4 separate regions of the Mus musculus genome follow, and all the other regions are linked to region 3. The links are chromatin contacts, called in public promoter capture Hi-C maps. All regions are on one chromosome and are shown on one strand. Each heading gives the region's core, a stretch centred on a gene start, on an enhancer-like site or on the middle of the called end of the contact. The rest is flanking DNA. Distances are from core to core; before and after follow the strand shown. Region 1 holds the start of Snhg6 (small nucleolar RNA host gene 6). Region 2 holds the start of Rrs1 (ribosome biogenesis regulator 1). Region 3 holds the start of Rb1cc1 (RB1-inducible coiled-coil 1). Region 4 holds the start of Arfgef1 (ADP-ribosylation factor guanine nucleotide-exchange factor 1(brefeldin A-inhibited)).

Region 1 (3,443 bases), core at 811-3,310, 3.7 Mb before region 3:
TTCTCTGGCTTATTCTTTCTTCACCTGTTCTCTCTCTGTAACTTGTTCTCTCTTTGTAATCTGTCTCTGTATAACTGTCCTAGTAAAATGGCCTTTTCTCTGCCTGCCCCTCAAGTAGCTTTCCTTGTATCCTATTCTATTAAATCTTTCTCTGATTTATCACTTTGCCTGCCATTCAATTAGACATCACTTTTAAACATGATACTTCCTTCTACAAACTAATTTTATCTTCCTTGTTGGGATTCAAGGTGTGTACTAAGGGCGTGTCTGTATTAAGGCCAGAAGAAATAAAGGTATATGCTAAGAGCAGAGCCACACCACAATTAAAAACTTGTTCTTTTTTAAACTAAATAACATAATCTTAGAGTTCACTGTGTGAGCAAATATCCTACAATACACTACCAATTAAAAAAAATCAAAACTAGAAAATCAATGCAGTCATAACATTCACAAACAAGGTAACTTTGCTGGGTAGTTTGATGTCAGTTTGACACATGCTATAGAGGAGGGTCCCTCAATTGAGAAACTGCTAACATAAGACTAGGCTGTATGCAAACCTATAGGGCATTTTCTTAATTAGTGGTTAATGAGGAAGGCACAGGATGAGCCAAAGAATGAGAAGGAGCCAGAAGATGAGAACAGATCGCCAGAGTTAGTTTGAGGCCAAGGAGAGTAAAAAGTCAGAGGCTGAGAGAGAAGCCAGCTCTTTGTAGGTGAGGATACCCCTGGGCCAGGGATCCTGAGACGCAAGCTGAGAAGGCATGAGATAAGCCAGTAAGCTTCACCCCTCCATGACCTCTGCATTGGTTTCTGTACTGCTTGAGTTCCTATTTTGACTTCCTTCAGTGATGAATAGTGGCTTAGAATGCTAAATCAAATGAGCCCTTTCCCTCCCCAATTTGCTTTTGGTTGTGGTGTTTCATCATGACCATTAAGTTCAACAATAGTAACTCTAACACATTAGGTGACTACTTTCTTTTTTTTTTAAAGATATATTTATTTATTTTTATGTATGTGAGTACACTTTAGCTTTCTTCAGACACACCAGAAGAGGTCATTGGATCTCATTACAGATGGTTGGGAGCCACCATGTGGTTACAGGGATTTGAACTCAGGACCTCTGGAAAAGCAGTCAGTGCTCTTAACTAGCTGAGCTGTCTCTCCAGCCCGGTGACTACTTCATGACTAAGAAAAATTCTATTACTATTACAAATCAAACTCATTAACAGCTTCTCCTTTTTTTCTTTCTTTCTTTCTTTTTTTTTTTTTCTTTCTTCTTTAGGTTTTTTCGAGACAGGGTTTCTCTGTGTAGCCCTGGCTGACCTGGAACTCACTCTGTAGACCAGGCTGGCCTCGAACTCAGAAATCCGCCTGCCTGGGATTTAAGGGAATAAGTGCTGGGATTAAAGGTGTGCGCCACCACGCCCTGCACGCTCCTTTTTTTCTGACAATCAATTTTTATCTCTCTTTCTGTGAGTGTGTCCGTGTGCTTGCTGCTTCCAGAACACTAACTCTAATGGAGCTGCTGTGGGCTGGGGATGTCTTAGCAGTTAAGAACACTGACTGTTCATCCAGAGGACCCAGGGTTAGATTCCCAGCACTCATATTGTAAGTTGGGTCACATATAACCCCAGTTCCAGGGCATCTGACACTCTCTACTGAACTCTGTCAGTACCAGGTTCTCGGGCGAGGCACACATGGCTAGCGTGCAGGCCAAACACCCATACATATAAAATACATCTTAGAAAAAAAAAATTAAATAGTTTCTAATACCAACGGTTTTTAAACACTGAAGTAGGTGAGGATGTAGAAGACCCAGCAAACATAAGGACCTGGACTGGGAGACTGTCCTATTTTAAGGCATTATTCATTACTTGAAAAATCAATTAAAAAGCTCTAGCGGAAGTATTCGCACTAATTCCCACAACCTGCTCCCTCCGCCCCACTAGAAACACAGAGCCGGAAGAGGAGGGGGTGAAGGCGAGCACGCAGAAGAGGGCTGGCCGGAAGAGGCGGGGCCTACAGGAGCGCCTTAGGGTCGCGCACGCTGGGCCACTTCCTTTCTCGGCAGCGCCGTAGAGCGCGAGCAGACGGTGCAGCATGGCGCACAGCGGAGGCCGCGGGCGGCCGAACCCGGCGTGTCCTTGGGCGTTTCCAGGTGCGAATCCTGCGGTCTGCTTAACCCCGTGTGTGCGGAGAGGGCTTCCTTGTTGGCGGCGTCCGTCTCTAGCCGGGTACGGGGGCCCCATGGCTCCCGGGTTCGGTGTGGCCCTTGGCCCGCTGTGAGCGGCGGGGCGCGTTCCCAATGGTCTCCAAATCTTAACCGAGATTAGTTATAAGGCCTGCTCCTCTGGACGCTTCGAAGTGCGGGCACAAGCGGCCGCTTCTGGCGGCAGCTTTCATCTGGGCCTGCACCCTGGCGGGAGCCCCTTTGTATCCCCAAGAAAAGCCACCATGCGGTCTGTTTCAGGCTTCCTAAGTGAGTAATCCATAGGAAATTTTACAGAGGCGGAAAAGTACTGCTTCTAAGATGTTAAGACCGCCAATTTTAGGCTTTTTTTTTTTTTTGGCTTTTTTTTTTTTTAAAGATTAATAGTTTGATCTGAAGTATTGGCATCACTCTAAAAAGCTTGTATTCATGGATCAACCCTGTAAGTACGATCTAAAGTTGGAGCAAAATTTTCAAACTATTTGAAAGCCACGCAGGGTGGGGATGCTGGCAAAAGAAGGTGGTGGTAAGTTCTGAAGCGTGTGGATACAAAAGAACACTACATTTCAGGCCTGCATGTTATACTTTACTGTTGGTATCTGTAAGCCAAATTGGGTACTCTGGATTTCTGTAAACTCAGCGTTTCAAATATGAAAATGATTAAGGATTTCTCATCGGTTTGCAGGTGATAAGTCATCACCAGTAATCGGTTCAATCATTCATTCTCTGATTTGTGACTCTGGCCATGCCGTTTCCTGTTCTAATGTCCCAGTGATGGTCTGCACAATTGCATATATGCCTCAAGCTTTTCCGTGCAAGCACCAAGACTGAGAAGCCAAGGCTTGGTACTCAGTCCTTTAAGTTAGTACTGGCAGTGAAGGGCGTGAGTAAAATGTTTTTCTGTCTGTGATGGACGGATGATGGGACAGGAACTGAAGCACCACAGGAACCTGGAGTTAGCGGATGCCGAAGCCATGGAGGATGCTATTAGCTTACGCTTTGGTTCTTAGAGAACACAGGGCCTCCAGCCCAGGGGAGGTGGCTGCCCCCTTACCCCAGTCACTGATTATGAAAATGCCTTACAGGCGTGCTTGTCCACAGCCCTATCTTAAGGATGCATTTTTACAATTGTAGCTTCCTACACCAGTGATTAGCTTGTGTCAAGGTGACATAAAAGTAGCCAGTGCACACTCATGCAAGGTATTAAAACATGGAAGTAAAATGAGAGTTCACA
Region 2 (3,251 bases), core at 670-3,169, 3.3 Mb before region 3:
CAGCCTTGGTTCCATAGTGAATGCCAGATATTTTGACAATATCTAAAACCCAAGCCAATTAAACAAAAGCCACCGGTTACAAACAAAATGACAACTATTTCTGGACTTAAAGCAATCCATTGGCCAAATGCACCACCTGAACCAACACCAAAAAGCACTATACTTTTAATATTATAGTTAGGGCCAAAGTTTTCCTAAAACAAGGGGTCTTTTTTAGAACCACTGTAACTACTTTGTTTTTCTCAAGCACACTCCATATTGGTGCCCAGGTTACTGGCTTCACATGCAACCTCTACCGACAGTAAAAGTTAAAAGCAACACCAGGTACCTGCATCCATTTACAATACTTGCAAATCACAGGTAGATATAATTTTCCCCCGCCCTCCCCGCTTTGATAAATACACAAGCTTTGTTATAAAAATAATGCAAAAATGTTGAAACCAATCTACTGTAACGCAGTATCCAAAGTCAAGATAAAAAGGCAGGCCTTAACTTATTCCTGGTTCTGGCTATATCATTTCTATAATTCTCAAAATACACCAATTTCCAGTCAGTGTCTCTATTAACTCGTCCAGCACTGACTCGAGGGAAGGCAAACCCGTCCTTTTAATGTCAAATGTCACTGAGGGCAGCGGCCACCTATACCGCCCAAGTTAACTTTTAGTACAGTCCCAGCTTTTCAGAACTGGTCCCGAGGGGAGAACGCTACTTCCTCCTCTTCCCACCTTGGGGCGGCACTCCTTTCTTCTTGCCAGCTAAAGCAGAAGGCCAGGAATGCTTTTTGCTTCCCAAGCCTCCTTTCCTCTTTTCTCCCTGACCCGGCGGGCCGCCCTTTCTCTTGCCCGAAGGTCCTTGCCGGCCCCCTTTCCTCTTGCCTTTCTGGCTCATTTTCCTCCTCTTGGCAGCCTCCTCCTGGTCCTCTTCCCTCATCTGCTTGTTGGTGGCCCTCGTCACGTCCAGCCGAGGTTTCTTGCTGTTCATGACTCGAAGTAGCTCCAACTGGTTCTTTTTCTCGGCTGCGAAGTCCCCAAAGAGGGGCTGAAACTTCCTCTTCTTGCCGGAGCCCCGGGGAGCTTTCTCCTTGGGAAGGCGCTCCTGGAAGCGTCCCACCGAAGCGGTGGAAACCTTGGCCACTTGCATGGCGCGGCCCAGCTCTTCCTTACTCTGGTGTCCAGTAGGGTGCAGGCCGGCTGAGCTGGGCATCTGCATCTTGTGCGCGCGAGCCAGGTTCCGCAGACGGTTCAGCTCATTCTTGGCCACGCGTTCTTTCTTGGCCTGAGTCCTCTTGGCGAACTGGTCTTCCATGGGGTCGGCGCTCCCAGGCACCTCGATCAGCCATTCTTTAGTGTCATCCCGGGCGCGCTTGTAGCCCCAACGGCGCCGCCACTGGCCACTCGCCTCGTCCCACACGAGGTTGGTCTTCTTCTTGGGACGGATTCCCTTAAGGCGCGCGAACTGCTGCCAGCGGGTGAGCGGCCGTGGTCGGGGCAGCGGCTTCTCGCGGGGCAGGCGAGTGGCGGGCTCCGGCAAGCGCGCGACCACCGCCTCCTCCACGCGCTCGGTCGGCAGCCGCCACAGCTGGTTGATGAGCAGCTGCGTGTTGTCCCGCGCCAGGGCCCGCAGCTCGGCCTCCGGCGACGGCCCGGCCTGGCGCAGCACGGTCGGGGGGTTGCGGTCCGAAGCCAGCAGGTTGCCCAGGTCGAACTCCAGCTCCAGCTCCTTGTGCACCGTGATGCGCTGCAGCTTCTCCGCCTCCTCCTGCTCTGCCTTGGCCAGCAGCTCCTCCACGCGCTGGCCCTCCATGGCTCTCGCTGCGGCTCGGATCCCTCACTTCGGGACAGCGGCGGGACGTATCGCCACTACAGCAGCACCCTAAACCGGCAACCACGTGCGGACGTCCGGACCCGTAATCCGGAAGAGGAAAGATCACTTCCGGGTTGTCTGGAAGCGGCTCACAGCTAGGCGGGGAGGTAAAGACCGGCAGAGGGCGGCATTGGACAGCAGATGGGCTTAGAGGCGGGACTTGGATTCGTCACCGGATGTTGGCCCGACTGGCGCTGAGGGTTGGCTAACCAGCTCAGGACCTGGTTGGGACTACGTTTCCCAGCATGCTGTGGGGCAGAGGTAGTGCAGTAGGACGCGGGCTGCTCAAACTCTTGGAAGTGCCTGCATTGTAGCTTCCGAATGGAGCGTCTACACCACAGTGTCTATGGGTAAATCTATTACAGAGGTGTTTGGGGCGAGACAAATTATTTCCCCAGAGTTATAGCCCGTTCTCTGTGCCCTAGGTGTGAGCGGAGACAGATCCCACGGATACCTGTCCAAGTTAGGCATTGTTTTGCGACTTAGTAGGGCTTGCAGTTTGTCTGTACGTGGCCTGGGCACCAATTCTGGCCATGCCATTGTTTGTTCCTGTGATATTTGTGTAGGCCTGAAAAATCGTGGAAGATGGAGACTCTGGTAGTATCCAGGAGTGTTTTAAAGGTAAATGTGTTAATAAGCTTGGAGGAAGGCTAAGATCCAGTGAAAACCAAATAGTTTTTATTCAGTAGTCATGGTGGCCTAGGGAGTTAAAAATCTCAGTTTACTATTTACTGCCATCTATTTTTATAGGTTTTTACCTCAGTCCGGTGTTAGAATGGGCACATGTTCATCTAATGTCATCCAAAAAAGTGTTTTGTTTGTTTGTTTGTTTGGTTGGTTTTTTTGTCTTGTCACATAAGTAGACTTTTACTGATTTATTTATTTTTTAGTTTAGATCACATGAACCGGAGGCCGAGCTTGAACTCCCTGTACATCGAAAGAGAACTTGACTTCTTTTTTGTTTGTTTGTTTTTTGTTATTTTTTGAGACAGGGTTTCTCTGTATAGCCCTGGCTGTCCTGGAACTCACTCTGTAGACCAGGCTGGCTTCGAACTCAGAAATCTGCTTTCCTCTGCCTCCCAAGTGCTGGGATTAAAGGTGTGCACCACCACTGAGAACTTCTTGATTCTCCTACCTCTCTCTCAAGCATTAGTGTTTCAGGCATGCAATATCCAGTGTCCAGTTCCATTTTTTAAACTAAGTTTTTGGTTAGAATGCAAAGTAATTATTTTCAATATGGTGCTTTCATACAGGTATCATTGTTATCTCCATCCTTCACTGCCTTCCCCGTCCCCCATAAATAGACATTTAAAAAATGCAGACTAAACTGGGTATGGTGTATAATCCCAGCACTCTAGAGAAAGAGGCAGGAGGGCCAGGTGTTCAAG
Region 3 (2,986 bases), core at 361-2,860:
TTCCCTCCATCTCCCCCCACCCCAAGAGAACCCTCTTCTCTCCAGGCAGAGGGCTGCTTCATTGTCTTCCCTAACTCAAAATAAAACAAAATTTTTAAATTTTGCCTAAGTCCACTAACCAATTACATTAATAAGATTTATCAATGTAAATGCTACATTATGGGCCTGACACACCCATGGCATAACTATGTAAATACCATTTATTTTGTTTTTCTTTTTTCAAGACATGTTCTCGCTATGATTCCCAAGACCACCTTAACTTACTGAGTAACTCAAATAACTTAAAGCCATCTTTCTGTCTCAGCCTCCTGGAATGTTGAGATGAATATAGCAGCTACCTTCTAAGCCTTGGCTAACGTTTAAAACAGATATAAATGCTAAAAAACATAACAAAAACTTAATTGGAAAGCGATGATTTGCGTTGTATTTGGTAATAAGACTAAATAAAATATTTCACACATAACAAGTCCATTTATAGATCCCCTCCCCCAAAAAGAAAAACCACCTACTGAAATACAGTACCAACATTTGACTAGGAACACAGATTGGTTCATTTTTAGGCTGCTTCTAAACTGCTTGCTAGCTTTGCAAACCCTCAGATAAGTAAGTCTCACCAATTCTTTACAGAAAATGGTTAGCAAAATGTATAAATTTTAACGCTCATAATAGACTTGTCAACATCCGCACCCAACTGAATGTCTTGCAGGGACTCTATCAATAAGTGAGTCCACGAGTGTTCCGTGGCATCAGTCCTATGTACCAGTTCATGGAATGATCACATTTTAAAGACTCATGACGGAAGGGACAGGATTACGAAACCATAAACAGTCACCATAGCACATCCACCACTCTGTAGAGAAAGTACTGACAGCACGTTCGAAAGCTGTCATTTGTACCAAGTTTTGGTACTCCCATAAGCCCCCACCCCAAATCCATCTGCGGGGCGAGCGAGGCTGAGTCATTCCAAGGAGTAACTTTACACCGATGCTTGCACTCCGGGGTCGGGACAAAGGCATCACCTCTAGGTTCCTCCCGTCAGGGCACTCCGGCCCTGGCCCAAACCCTCTCCGGTTTCCCGAGCCCGACACTCCAGTGCACCGAGCCCTGGAGACGGAGGCCGCGATTCAGGCCTCGGGTGAGCACCGGCGTCCTGCCGCTCCCGCGATCCTGTCAGCGGCCAGCGGGCCTCAGGGTCCCCGTAGGACTGCCGCGGCGACCCTCCGAGCCGGCGCCGCCAGACGCTCCGGCGAACCCGTCAGGTGCTGAGCGGCCGGGCCAAGCCCGCCGCCAGATGGGAGCAGGGGCGGCACTTACCCGGCAGCGCCTCCTCCGCCCGCGGCAGCAACACAGCCGGCGGCCCTCCGCACCATCTTCTGCCGCCGCCCTGGCCTCGGCGGCGGCTATCAACCGCCCCTGCGGCGCCGCCAACCGACACAACCGTCGGCGCCCAGCCGCCGAGTACCCGGCGAGGCCCGGAAGGATGGGAGTCGGGCGCAGCCGCTGCTCCGGCCCCTCGGCTCCGCGCGGGGACCCGAGTCCGCCGGCCGAGGCACTGAGAGCTTGGCAGGGCTGGGTCGCGGCCGCCGTGGGGTTTGTTATTGTCGACTCGGCCTTTCCGCCGCAGAGCACGCCGGGAAACAGCCAGCCGGGGGAGGGGTGACTCAGGTGTCTGCGCAGATCCGGAAGTCGCTGGGCTGGCCGGACGGGCGCGGCTCGGTCGGCGAGCGTAGTCCCTGGCTGGCAACTTGTCTGTCCTTCCCTGACCCTGGAAGGTATTTCGGTGCTTGCCTTGGACGGCCCCAAGGTGAGCGTGACCTTCTGGCCGCGGCAGACCGACCTCGCCAAACCTGGGGCAGCCCCAACAGGGGAACCGGAGGCTGACGAGTGAGCACCAGCACAGATCTGGGGCCCTCATCTGCTGCCCCGAAATCAGCCGACTGTCACCTGGGCCACTCGTACCGGGACTGCCAGAATGGCAGGCTACTCGGAAAGTATGCCTGGCATCTTTGCAAGGGTGGGGCGGCCCAGAGTCAGACCAGGTAAGTAAAGAGCACGTCCAGAAGAGGAACCGAAGCAAAGTGGACTGTACTGTAAGCGGCACGACCGAACAATACTGAGGTCGATAATAGGTCAACAGCATCAAGATTAGAGAAGAGAATGTCAGCTTATGAGAACATTACATTTGTATTCGGGCTTAGGCAAGGACTTGAAACTACAAAACTTGAGTTTGATGAGAAGATGTTTGTTACAAGCAGGCTCATCAATTATGTGACGTAAACACGTATTAAATTACTATTCCCAGGAATATCTGATAGAGGTAAAAGTTTAGGAATGGTCTCTCTAAGCCAACAGTTAGCGGTTCCCGACAAAATGAGACATAAGGGGTATTAAACTGATTGAGATCTGCAGTTCTTTATTGTGATAGACACTGGAAAAACAGTAGTTGTGTTTTAAGAGTTGTTTAGAAAGGAGCTTGTTGCTTATCTCACTTTGTTTTTAACTTTGCACTTCTGCCATATCCCAGAAAAATCTTGTATGCACACTGTTATACATATTGAGTATTTTTTAAACTGGAATTTTAGTACATTACACCAGCAAATAAAGCAAAAATGGAAAAAGAACAAGCACTCAATTTTTGTGCACCAGGGGAAGTAGTGAATTGGCAAGACTAAAGAGAAGAAAAATTGTTAGTATATTAACAAATGTAAGCTATATTGCAGTCTAGCTAGAACAATGAAGATCAAAGCTGGCCGGGTGGTGCACATACCTTTAATCCCTTCTCTCAGAAGCTGAGGCCTGCTCTACAGAATGAGCTTCAGGGAGCCAAGGCTACACAGAAAAAGGAAAATCAGGGCCGGTGAGATGGCCCAGAGGGTAAGGAGATCTACTGACTACCAAAACTGACAACCTGAGTTTCATCCTAGGACTGACGTCGTGGGAGGAGAGAACCACTCCTTGAAGTTCACACACACTAAAAAGAGCACCA
Region 4 (3,008 bases), core at 327-2,826, 4.0 Mb before region 3:
GAAACCTGGTTTAACCCTAGCATTAGGAAGCAAAGACAAATTAGAAATGGAGTATGTTTCCCTGATGTATAACAGAATGTACATTATATTTGATGTAGGAGCAAAATGAATCTCTAATTTCGAAGATTTTAGTGTTTAAGATGAAGGTAATGGATTTGTAGATTTCTCAGGACAACCACATTTTGATGTATCTGTCCATTTTAATTGTATGTCACCTTCAGATTTCCCATTTTTATTTCCTTTGGCTTTTCATACGTCTCAAGTCTTGTCACTTTGCAGCGTTCACACCTTTGGATTCTGATTGCTGCATTAATATAAATCCACAGCTAACACACTCTAAGGAAAAGAAAGCAAAAGCTGTATCCTAACCGGGATCCCATGTTGCTGGAGACACGCAATAGCATGGAACCCCCTGTAAACCGGCTGCATTTATTTCATGGGATTCTTAACGTTTTCTCTCAGAAGCAATGCGGAAATTTGAGTTCTGTGGCATTAAAGCAGGCACAGTATGGTCAGGAGTATCTGTTCTTAAAGCTTTTCCATTCTGAAAACTCCGGATTAAAGGTAGAGAACGGGAGGGCTCTGTGCGGTACCTGAGTCAGAAGCACTCACCTTAACTTCAGTGTCAATCAGAAAAGGGCATGAAACCTAGGGTTTACTGATTTACCCTATTGAGAGATTTAAAAAGTGAAAATATTCCTGAATCTTCGCCCAGTGGTTTTTAGCTTACGTTTTGCAAAAGAGATCCATCTTGAAGTAATTGAAAGTATCGGTCAAGGATAGCAATTTCCTACACCTGAGAAGGAAATTTAGACCCCGTGTGGCAGGCGGAAACCAGGTGCGCCTGAGGGAGCGACGCGGGTGTTCCTGTGGCCCTAGGACCGCGAGGAACTTTGCTCCCCGGCGACCGGCTGTCCAGAAAGTTGGGGAAGCCCGTGCACGGTAGGCAGGGGTCCTGTCGTCCCGGCCTTGGGAGCGCCCCTGTGCTCCGATCACGCATCCCAGTAGCCCGCAAGAGCAGAAGCCCCGCGCCACGCCGTGCCGCGCAGCAGGACGCCCGCCACGCCCCACGCTGCCCTGCAGGCGAACGCGGGAGGCGGCGAGTCCCCGCCGGGCCGCCGTAGAGTTGCAGCTCCGGCCGCTCCTCCCGCGCCGCCCTCCGCCCCTTGCCTCTCGGCGCCGCGGCAGCTCTGGGCTGGCGCTGGCACCGCCGCCGCCGCCGCTTCCTCTCCGCAGCCGTTCGGCCGCTGCGTGACGCGTCGTTTCCTCTCAACATGGCGTCCGGGGCAGGTCGGCGGTGATGGAGGCCAGTCGGCGGCTGCGGCGGATGCTGGTCCCCACGGTAGCTAGGGCAGCCTCGCGCCTGCTGGCAGTGTGAGGCGCCGCCACCTAGGCCCTCGGCCCCGGGAAGACGGCCGCCCGGGCCGAGTGCCGCCGCCGCCGGGCCGTAGGGACGAGTGAGGCGGGCGGCCGGGAAGCGACCCCCGGGCCGACGGCGCCGAGGCCGGACGGGCGCGGCCCTCGAACGGCGGCCCCTCGAGCGTGGCGAGGCTTTCGACGCCCTTGGCGGCCCCGCGGCCGCTCCGCGTCGCCGGCCGCTTCCTGGTGCCGCCGCTGCCCTCCACGCCTCCTCGCCCCCACCGCCACCTCCTCGCCTTTCTCCCTCCCCGTCCTCATCCCGGTCCCCGTCCCCCTCCTCCGCCTTCCCTCCAGCCGCCGGGACCGCCGCCGCCGCCGCCTCCTCCGCGTCCATGTATGAGGGCAAGAAGACGAAGAACATGTTCCTGACCCGGGCCCTGGAGAAGATTCTGGCCGACAAGGAAGTGAAGAAGGCGCATCACTCCCAGCTGCGCAAAGCGTGCGAGGTGGCCCTAGGTGAGCCCGGAGGAGGCCGCGGCGCGGGGTGCCGGCCGCGAGAGGTGGGCGGCGTGGCGGGCGGCTCGTCCGGGGAGCCCTGCTGGCCGCCCGACTGGAGTTGACAGCAACTCGGCTGGACGCGGGGCACCGGCTGAGTGGAGGAGGATAGGCGGCCAGCCGGGGCCCCTGGAACTCGAGATGGTTACGGATCGCGAGGCACCTGGCTTCGAGTGGTCCACAGGACGGGATGGGGGGAGGGTTGTTGGTGGCCCCTGCGGTGCGGACAGAATGTCATCCTTTGTGATGGAGCAGAAGATGAGCTGTTGTTTATTAGCTTAGAAATTGAGGTGGGGCCGATCTGACGAGACTGAGCGTGGGGGAGGGTTCCGTATTGCAATTACAATAACTTTATGATTTGGCGTGGTACTTTGGGAAGAAAGGTTGAAGTTGTTCCCTCGTTGACAGTCTCGAGAAAGGGGGTTGCAAAAGGTGCCTCGAGTTTGCCATCTCTCTGCCCCAGCTACAGGAAAAAAGAGTAGTAATGTAACCTACTGGGCTGACCTGGAAGAACAAGACTAGAGGTTAAGGGGGTGGCGGTGGCCGTGTCTGTGTGGAAATGTGGAAGGAAAGAACCTTTAGATAAATTGACTTTAGGTAACACAGAAAGGGGTGTGTGTGAAATGAGAGAAAAGAGAAAGACAATGACACCCACCAGCCACATGTCTGGACAGTGGCAGCTGTTCTCAAGCTTCAGTTGTGATTTATAGTTCAGACAGAAGAGGTCTAGTGTAATGAAGCCACAGCAGGGCAAATCCCAAACAATACCTATAAAACCATTGTAGGCAGATAACGATTTGTTTGCGGTAGGTTTGGTAGGTCTAGTGCATCCATCAATAAGAGAATTGTTAAGGGAGAAGCCAGAACATTTAACACAGATAAATTTGTGATGCTTACCCTTTTGTTTATAGCCCTGGACCAGAGCAGCTCAACTTTGCAAGAAATGAAAATGGTTAAAAGTGATTTTTGAAAAACATTTTTGAAAGGGGACAAACTAACTTTATGCTAAAGTAAGGGGTCCAGATAGGTTAGAGACAATTTTGCATTTAAGTTTTGACTTAAGACTACCATTTAACTTACTCCAAATGTTACAG

The links. Promoter capture Hi-C pulls out the DNA fragments that hold promoters and counts their contacts.
Region 1: a contact with region 3 is called in a promoter capture Hi-C map of pre-B cells. The contact joins the promoter of Snhg6 here to the promoter of Rb1cc1 in region 3. A contact is called at or near these places in 2 of 39 promoter capture datasets (cranial neural crest and pre-B cells).
Region 2: a promoter capture Hi-C map of pre-B cells shows a contact between it and region 3. The contact joins the promoter of Rrs1 here to the promoter of Rb1cc1 in region 3. A contact is called at or near these places in 2 of 39 promoter capture datasets (cranial neural crest and pre-B cells) and 7 of 484 Hi-C or Micro-C datasets (B cells, CD4 T cells, cardiomyocytes and 3 more).
Region 4: a contact with region 3 is called in a promoter capture Hi-C map of pre-B cells. The contact joins the promoter of Arfgef1 here to the promoter of Rb1cc1 in region 3. A contact is called at or near these places in 2 of 39 promoter capture datasets (cranial neural crest and pre-B cells).

The regions. Positions count from the first base shown.
Region 1 is chr1:9,942,735-9,946,177 of GRCm38.p6, reverse strand. Snhg6 (small nucleolar RNA host gene 6) reads left to right here and starts at 2,060. Exons shown (of 4, transcript NR_024067.2): 1 at 2,060-2,158. It also overlaps a transcript of Mcmdc2 not described here.
Region 2 is chr1:9,544,076-9,547,326 of GRCm38.p6, reverse strand. It overlaps Rrs1 (ribosome biogenesis regulator 1), which reads right to left and starts at 1,919. Exons shown (of 1, transcript NM_021511.2): 1 at 1-1,919. The coding sequence starts at 1,803. The coding sequence ends at 706.
Region 3 is chr1:6,213,286-6,216,271 of GRCm38.p6, reverse strand. Rb1cc1 (RB1-inducible coiled-coil 1) reads right to left here and starts at 1,610. Exons shown (of 24, transcript NM_009826.4): 1 at 1,315-1,610. It overlaps 4732440D04Rik (a long non-coding RNA gene), which reads left to right. Exons shown (of 2, transcript XR_001778783.2): 2 at 872-2,986.
Region 4 is chr1:10,231,238-10,234,245 of GRCm38.p6, reverse strand. It overlaps Arfgef1 (ADP-ribosylation factor guanine nucleotide-exchange factor 1(brefeldin A-inhibited)), which reads left to right and starts at 1,576. Exons shown (of 38, transcript NM_001102430.1): 1 at 1,576-1,875. The coding sequence starts at 1,752.